Linked DNA regions of Zea mays: all the other regions are linked to region 2. A link is a contact called in public Hi-C data. All regions are on one chromosome and are shown on one strand. The core of a region is the stretch at or near the end of the contact, and the rest is flanking DNA. Distances in the headings are between cores, read along the strand shown.

The links. A called contact is a pair of places that touch in the nucleus more often than the background predicts.
Region 1: a Hi-C map of ear shows a contact between it and region 2, with 4 times the contacts expected there. The contact joins the promoter of LOC103649975 here to the promoter of LOC100304285 in region 2. A contact is called at or near these places in 4 of 25 Hi-C or Micro-C datasets (bundle sheath, ear, leaf and 1 more).
Region 3: a Hi-C map of ear shows a contact between it and region 2, with 2.2 times the contacts expected there. The contact joins the promoter of LOC100383468 here to the promoter of LOC100304285 in region 2. A contact is called at or near these places in 3 of 25 Hi-C or Micro-C datasets (ear, leaf and tassel).

What each region holds. Positions count from the first base shown.
Region 1 is chr3:38,976,698-38,979,723 of Zm-B73-REFERENCE-NAM-5.0, forward strand. It overlaps LOC103649975 (26S proteasome non-ATPase regulatory subunit 14 homolog), which reads right to left and starts at 1,641. Exons shown (of 6, transcript XM_008675667.3): 1 at 1,335-1,641; 2 at 1,051-1,228; 3 at 364-445. The coding sequence starts at 1,461.
Region 2 is chr3:39,233,787-39,236,486 of Zm-B73-REFERENCE-NAM-5.0, forward strand. It overlaps LOC100304285 (PQ-loop repeat family protein / transmembrane family protein), which reads left to right and starts at 1,362. Exons shown (of 14, transcript NM_001165727.1): 1 at 1,362-1,550; 2 at 2,472-2,700. The coding sequence starts at 2,485.
Region 3 is chr3:39,499,551-39,502,542 of Zm-B73-REFERENCE-NAM-5.0, forward strand. LOC100383468 (putative splicing factor 3A subunit 1) reads right to left here and starts at 1,450. Exons shown (of 2, transcript NM_001176116.1): 1 at 1-1,450. The coding sequence starts at 1,374. It overlaps LOC100283567, which reads left to right and starts at 1,977. Exons shown (of 2, transcript NM_001371947.1): 1 at 1,977-2,992. The coding sequence starts at 2,154.

The sequences.
Region 1 (3,026 bases), core at 391-2,890, 260 kb before region 2:
CAATAATTAGCTAATGGCACCCATTTTTCTTTTATGAAAAAACACGCGGGTTAACTGAACTACCAACAAGATGAGTTCATCCACAACTTTCAGGGTGATGGAACCTACACAAATACACAATGAAGGTAGTGAAATTGAAAACAGGCAATAGGGGGATAGAGAGGGAGAAGCTGACTGGTGCCTACAGTTGATCAATTATAGTACAACATATCATAATATCATATCCATGCTTTATTAAAAAACACATCAGTGTTTATAATGACGTTGACATGACATATAGTACAGTGCAATGACAGCAGCTATCCTGTTTTGATAGACCATTCCAAAAGATCCCTTTTAGAGAACAAGTGGATTTGCATAGACCTGCTGAGTATTGATATCGACGCCTGATAGCCAGCATCCGAAGCCAGGATGTGAGTGATACCAACCTACAACCATTTCTGGCCTGCAAAAGGGGGGAAATATCACATATTTGTTTTCCTACAGAATATAACTGAGTTAAAACAATATTGATTAATACTATGAATGCTAGTGGGTTTTCCACAGAACCGACAAATGATTTGCCCGTACCAAATAAGTATCATTACATTCTTTATTAATCATATTTTCACAATATACCTATTTGATGTTATAAATCTTTGTAATGCTCTCTATAATTTTGGCAAACTTGAGATGTTTTGACTTTCCACGAAAGTTGGAACGACTTATAATTTGAAACAAAATAGTACCATTAGTAGTGACATTACCGGTGTCAATTGTTGCCCTAAAAATTTCATCTAAGGAGCACAGATTATGAACTTAAGGTGCTACTTCAAAATTACCATGTACAAGCAGCAAAACAACCTCGGTTTAATCCAAACAAGGAACAACATTGCAACCAACAGACACATGTGTGGACCTCAGTGCAATTCAATAGCATGATCCTACACAATTTGACTAAGTAGTACGGGCAAATCAAGCAATCAATGTGAACTAATAAAACAAAGAGATGGACGAAAAAAAAAAGAATGCATTACAGATCCACTGAGAGAATCATCAGTCGATCCCTACCTGCCGGTCTGCTTAAGCATGTCAAGCATGTTTGTCTGGAAGACGTGGTCGACGGCCTCGACGCTGACACCAGTCCCGCTCTGCGGCATGGCGAAGACGTCGACGACCCTGACGGTGTAGTCGTCAACGAACTCGCCGAGCATGAGGCCCATGACCTCCATGGGCACCCCAGCCCTCCCTGCAACCGAAACGACGCATCAGACCCCGAGCGCGAGCGAAAGCAAAGGAAAACAGGGACGAACCCTAACCCTAGATTCCGGGGGAGGGAAGGAGGATCCACGCACCGTGCTTGAGCATCTTGAGAAGCGCTAGGGAGGAGATGTAGACCTGCTCGGAGGAATCGAGCAGCGGCGAGTCCGTCGGCGGCTGCCCCATGCCGGAGGCGCCAAAGATCCGCTGCAGCCGCTCCATCGCCGGTCACGACGCCTCTGCCTTGCTCAGCTCTCGCTTCGGTTGGGTTCGTTCGGTTTGCTTGCGGCCAGTGAGAAGCTTGCGGCCTCAGCCGCCGTTTCATCAATTTCTTTCTTCGACCGCACGCCTTGTAGTTGTGCCCGGGCCGGTTTGGCCACCGCTGGGCCGGTTCGGAGTACAGGCGTGGGCTGGAAGCAGGCTTTTATTCGGAGAAAGACAGAACAGAACAGAACAGAACCGAACCGAACCGCACTGGGTCAGCCCAGTATTGGCTTGGCTGGGTTTGTCGTGGACAGCCCGCGAGATGCTATCCACTTTTGGACCGCAATTTTATCCTTCGGCCACTTTAATATCCTATCTGGATATAGATACTGAATCACCTAAAATTCTGTTGTTTGTTTGCGCATAAAATTGAGATTTAGAATCATAGACTCAATTCTCTGAAAATATCACTCTTCTAATATAGAGCATCACCCCTCTGTATTGTGAGAAATTAGACCGCACAATTCCAAACTCTATTTCAATGACATCTAAACAATAGAATTGAAATTACTGATTAAAGACGGTTGTTTGGACTGCTGCAGCTGTAATCCGTAGAGACAAAAACGTTGTAGAAATAGTAGAAGCCGGTATGAATTAAAGTCAAACGTCAGTACCATAATTGATATGATATTGAATCCAGTTCAATTCCTTATCCTCAAATACAAACATCCAAATGGAGCATAAGCTATCTTTTCTCCATCTCCATCTCCACAACTATAAAGTATTGGTTTCAACCCTGCGTCATCCTGTGTCACACACTTTTCTACCTCATACATAGATCTATTTTTAATCTATCTCTATTCACTTTTACCTTAATTAGATTTGTTTTTAATCTATCTTTATCCATCCATCCTTAAAGAGATTGTTGTGCATCTCCCGCTCACCCTTCCCTTCCCAATCTACTCAACTATCCACACGCGATGCAATCATCGTCACTGTCGGTGTTTTGGGTCCGACCGCACACCCGGAGTTGCCCCTCAAGGTGTTTTTTTAGGAGTAGGATGGTGTTTCCGACTGTAGCTCAATAGTTCGTGTCGGATGCACGAGAAATAATAAACAATGGTTTACAGGTTCGGGTCGTTTTGAGATGTGTAATACCCTACGTCCTGGCGAGAATGCTTTATGTGACTGGTTACAAGGGGGCTCTCTAGTGCGGGAAACGTAGAGAGTTGAGGTGGATGGCTGAGTAGCGAGTTCGATCGTTCTGAAGGGGTGCCCCCTAGGCCTTATATACTCGACCGTGGGGCATTACATGCGGATATGATAACAGTATGCGCCTAAATGATAGTGAACCAATTGAGTCTATCTTCCTATAGTTCCGCCGACCCATCCTCGCTTGGTTCCGTTGTACGGGGTTCCAGCACGGGAAGGTCGGGTCACTGTTGTGATTACTCTCTCAAAGTCATTGGGCCGTCTGGACTCGCACCGATCCGGCCTTACGTCAATCTGCTTCACTGGTCGTTCCTCCCCAGGCCCACGAAGGGATGACCTTACGATTTATTGGGCCCTTGGGCCTTTCGTGA
Region 2 (2,700 bases), core at 112-2,611:
ACAGCACGGTCTCCACAATCGCATCGAGGCGGTGAGTCCATCCGTCTTTCTGTTGCTACCTCCTTCTCTGCATCCGTCATTGGTGGAGGATTCGGGGGAGGAGGTACCCAACGCTTAAAACGCTCATGACTTGTCTTTCCACTCAACCAATTAACGAAAAGAAGATATCGAGGGTCAAATTTATCAGGACCATCGATCCACTGGAAAAAGAAACACTTCTGATGTCCCTAAAATAATGGAAAGATGCACTATTACATATCTACAAAAAAATGAATGCGAACAAAGTTAAGTGACAAGTCATAAGCTACGTACGTCCAAAGTGCCACAAAGGTAGTAGCAGCGAGCAGCCGTGTCTGGATGTTGTGATTGATGTACCCAAGCCAGTCTGCCACAGTCACAGTTAGGCACGGGGAGTTCAGGAGGAACAGGAGCATCCTTACTAGATACGTCCGGATATAAATCTCGAGAACGACCTCTCTTCTGCCACAACGCCTCTCGGTACATGTCTTTCATCTAATAAACGATTATAATTATCACTTGTACCTATTATGCTTTATAATAAGTCTACACAAACGAATACCTATTATAATATTCGAAATAATAATATAATAGGTGTATACAAATTATTTAACTAACAACCCAATATACAAAACGAATCAGTTGGAAATCATACCTTGGCCTACGAAGTGAACCAACTCAAATCTTTGAATCCAGCAATTTTTGACGAAGTTTGGAAATGGGATGAAATGAGCTGCTCTCGGCCAGCCGCGCGGGCGTTTTTATAGGCATTCGTAGCTCGGCGCCAAGATCTGTGGCGCCGAGCTACGAGGCCGCGCCGCCGCCACGTCAGAGCCAGGTAAGCCCTGGACGCAACTAGCCGTTGCGGCCACGTCACAGCTCGGCGCCATAGGCTGTGGCGCCGAGCTGTGTTAGCTCGGCGCCACGGCCTATGGCGCCGAGCAAAGGGTCCAAAACTGCATTTAAAATTTTTTTAGGTCTAAACGTGAATTTACTTCGGTTTAGGGGCTAAAATACAAAAAATTCGGACGTGCGTGCAGCGTGCCTGTGCCACTGCCACTGCCACTGCCACGTCCACACCCAGAAACGCGTCGACGCCCGGCCGGAGGTTACGTGCCACATACGTGGCGCAGCCGCGCAGCGCGAGCCATCTGCGGCAGGACCGCAGGAGTCCGAGCCTGTCCCACGAGGCGAGGTCTAACGGGCGGGGCCCCGGCCAGGGTAATACCGCAGCGGTGACCAGTAGCGGGCAGCCACGCGGCGCAGCGCAACCCCCCCCGAAAGAGAAGGGCCTCTCGAGGGAAGGGCAAGAGCGGCGGCTGGTAAATAAAGATCGCGTCGACGCCTCTTCCCCTCCCCCAGACCTCCCCGTCTAGGCTTCGATTCCGCCCTCCTCGAACCCGCCTTCCTTCCCGTCGTTTTCTCCCCAGCTCCATCGTCCTCGGGCTCCGGAGAAGGAAGAGCCGCTCTGGCACCAGGTCTTCGAACCTCCCCTGCCCTGCCCCGCCTCGTCTCCCCCTGTCCCCGTCTCGGTACGTGGTACCAGCCTCCTCGTCCCTGTTCCTACTCCCGCTTGCCAAATTCTCGTCTGTTGCTTTGCTTCGTCCCGCCGGCGAGATTGGTTTTGTCGGTGCTGCCGGGACCGGGAGTGTGCCTGCGCGTTCGGTTTTACCGCATTGGGGAGATTTTCGGGACGTGTTCTTCTTGGCGATGACGCTCTGACAGGTTAAGCCTGCCCGGGTTGGTGCGCTCAGTTTGAATTATCCTTCTTTTTTTTCTTTCGTTTATTTTTTTTATTTACAGGAAGGACGATGACGCTAGGCCGTCCCGTACGGTTTGTTCAAACCACCTCGAATCTGAAAAATTTGCTATTTTGCCACTCTCAATTTTGGTTGTCTGTTATTATCCTCGAATCTGGGGCTGGGACCAGTGGCGTTGATACATATTTTTGAAAAAAAAGAGAGGCAACCTCACCACTTTTCATGTTCCAACAAATCTACTAGTATCAGTTAATCCGTGTCGATCCTTCGTTGCCAGAGTCGATTCGGAGGCGTTGATACATAGGCTGCAGTCGATTCGGAGGCGTTGATACATAGGCTGCAGTTTGGAGGATTTGAATTCAAAATGTGTCAGTTGTTGGTGCATCCTTTCAGACACTAGTCCTCCTACCCCTGATGGGGAACTGAGGACCACGTGAGAGATTCGTGCCCGTCCGTATATTCTGTTTTGACCCCATTTGTTATTTAGCTTAGTTGAGCACGCCAGTTGATAATTTATGCTTCACTTTTCTGAAAGGTTGAATTGAAGCAGTTTGTTCCATTGTTGGTTCCATCTTTTTGTGTTGAATAGAGAAATAAAAAAAAAAGATACGTAATGCAAATTTGACTCTAGCTGTTTCCTGTACAGAGAGCAGCATGATAATGCTTAATAAAGATACGCAATTTGTGCCTCAGGTCTGTTGCAGGTATGGGTGTTCTCGGTGGAGCACCTCCTGCAAGCTGCCCAGCGACCCGGCACTGCGCAGAATGGGCCCGAATCTACTTGAGGTACTGCTTGTGCAGCCAGAAGGAAGGTGCTGCCCTGGCACTTGGGCTAATCAGTGTCATAAGCTGGGGCTTCGCCGAGGTGCCACAGATAATGACAAATTACAGACAGAAGTCAACAGAAGGACTCTCTGTCGCT
Region 3 (2,992 bases), core at 200-2,699, 270 kb after region 2:
CTGCTCCTTGTACTTGGGATCAATGAGTGAGATGCGCATGTGTTCCTCCATCTCGCTGATGGGAATGAGCTCTCCAGTTATCGGTGAGACAACAAACTTAGTTGGGTCTCTCTCGGCAGGAATCCTCTCCTCAGGCCTCTTGTAGTTCTTGACAATCCTCATAGGTGTCTCGTCATCACCAGCAACATTAACTTGTGATCCTCCATCATTCTCCTCAAGCTGTGCTGCCCGCATTCCTTCTTCAACAAGTTGCATCTCCTCTTCATCCATCTCCATCTCAACCTCCTTAGCAGGTTCAGTCAAATCCATGGCTTCCTCCTCTCCCAAGTTCTCCATCCTCTTCTGACGCTTCAATTCCTCCAATGTAAGTGGCACAGGAAGCCCTTCATACTCATCATCTGCAAATTCAATGGTCTCCACAACAACAAAATCATGCCAATCAATCATTGACATTTGCATCCGTTCCTGCTCAACCTCATCCTCTGCCTGCTGCCTTGCCTGCTCCTGCGACCGATCCCACTCCAACCGGTTCAAGCATCTCTCCAACACTGTAGTCAGGTCCTTTGACCCCTCCCTCAGCTCTTTTAGCAGTGCAGGCACCCCCTCTGCCGGCCTCAGCACCCTGGAGTACGCATCTGTGAGCTCCGTAAAGAAGGGGAACATGCTGTGCGTGGGCCGGATGAAGTGGAACTGCATGTTGTTGCTCTCGCGCTGTGCCAGGCTCGTCAGGAAGTTCTTCCCGTTCCGCGCCACAAATTGGGCGGTCAGCTTGATGATGTCTAGCTCCTCCCCTGTGATACCCTCGGGCAGCCGCACCGTGTACAGCTCCGCCTTGGGTGGCACCAGCACCTTGGGCGGCGGCACCACGCGGAAGGGCGCGGAGTGGTCGGCCTTTGTGTCCACAGCGGCGCCATCTGCGGGTACGGCGGCGGCGCCGTCGGCCGGGGTCGACGCTGGCGCTTCGGCGGGAGCCGTGTCAGTCTCCGCGCCCGAGAGGCCGTCCGCGCTGGGCGGCGTAGCGGCTATCTCGGAAACGCGGTGCTGGTAGTAGGCGTGGTAGGGATCCGAGGGCTGGAGGAAGTTGAATTTGGCGTTGCCCTGGTTGAGGGAGATGATGCGGCGCTCGAACTCGGGTCCGTTCTTGGCGACGAAGGTAGCCGTCTTCTCGATAATGACGCGGATGTCGGGCGGAGGGTGGATGATGCCGATGGTGCGCGTGTGGGTGGCCACCGTCGCCGGGGGGTCCGTCTTCGCGCCGGGAGGGGGAGGCTTTGGCGGCGCCTGCAGCAGCTGCTGGTTGGCGTCGCCGCCACCGGTGCCGTTGCCATCCGGTGCGGGGAGGGTCAGGATGGGGGTGCCCATGGCGGCGGGCATGAGGATTAGGGTTTCGGCGGGTTTAGATCGGAACGGAAGGAGGGAGGGAGGGAGGTCGGGTCGAGACACGACAGACCCCGTCACTCCTACGAGACACGACAGACCCCGTCACGGCAGCCATACGAATATACGATTGGAGGGTTGTGGCCTTGTGGTTGTCGGTAATTGTTTTTTTTTTTGCAGTTGTGAATGGCTGCTTTTTTGCAGTTGTGAGTGATTTTTTTTACAGATAAACGATCCACTATTACTTCATAATCTTGCAGTATTCAGTGTTCCTATTGAATAATTTTTAGGAGCAAGGTCTGTAATGACTAATGACTGGGGTGTACACGGAGAGATAGTTGGGATGACAGCAAGTGCTCTGATGGGTGATGGGCAGGCTCGGCAGCCTGTTGGAGAAGGTAAGATCAGTATAAAATGACGTATTCCAAATATAAAAAATTTAATGGTTGCTAAAAAATTTCAATGGCAGATATCAAAACCAGAAAAAGTATATAATAACACATAACTAATTAACTTTTTTTTCATTTGCTTTCACTGTTGGAGAAAGCCTTGGAAGAGGAAGAAAAACCAACCGCCAATTCTGTTGGTGGGCCTTTCTTACATTATTCAGGTCCAGGTCACATGATGCACAGACAGCCCGTCCGACGCCGCGTTAGCTACTTGCCTACTTCAGCTATATGAAACGGCAAAAGTCTTCCCCTCGTTCCCCAATCTCCTCTCCATCGAAACCCTAGCACGACGCAATTCCCGTCTTCCCACGCCGTATCGCCGTTGCTATGGGCAAGAAGCGGAAGCTCGAGCCCAAATCGGCGGCAGGGTTCACGCCGGTTAAGGCCTCCCCGACCACCAGGTCTGCCACCGCTAAGGCCGCTGGTCTATCCGAGGTCCTCGCCCCCGTCGAGGCTACGATGGAGAAGCTGCCGCAGGGGGCAGGCGGCGAGGATGTAGAGGAAATCGAGGAGGTGGAGGTCGAGGAGGAAGTGGAAGTGGAAGAGGAAGAAGAAGGCGAGAGCGACCAGGCTTCGATCCAGGCGCTGCTGGATTCGTTCCCCAAGGACCAGCTCGTCGAGCTGTTACGCGACGCTGCCATCGCTCACGGCGACGTGCTAACCACCATCCGGCGCGTGGCCGACGCCGACCCGGCTCAGCGGAAGATCTTCGTACACGGCCTCGGCTGGGACACCACAACCGACACCCTCACCGAGGCCTTCGGCCCATACGGCGAGATAGAGGATCTCAAGGTCGTCACCGACCGCAACACGGGCAAGTGCAAGGGGTACGGGTTCATCCTCTTCCGTCACCGCTCCGGCGCCCGAGCTGCACTACGCGAGCCCCAGAAGAAGATTGGTAACCGCAGCACCGCCTGCCAGCTCGCCTCTGTTGGCCCTGTCCCTGGTGGTGCGCCCAACAGCGCTGCACCAGCCCCGGTTCAATTGCAGTTGCCACCAGTGTCAGAGTATACACAACGAAAGATATTTGTCAGCAATGTTGGTGCAGATATCGATCCGCAGAAATTGCTTCAGTTCTTTGCGAGGTTTGGTGAGATCGAGGAAGGCCCGCTTGGTCTTGACAAGGTCACTGGGAAACCCAAGGGATTTGCTCTTTTTGTCTACAA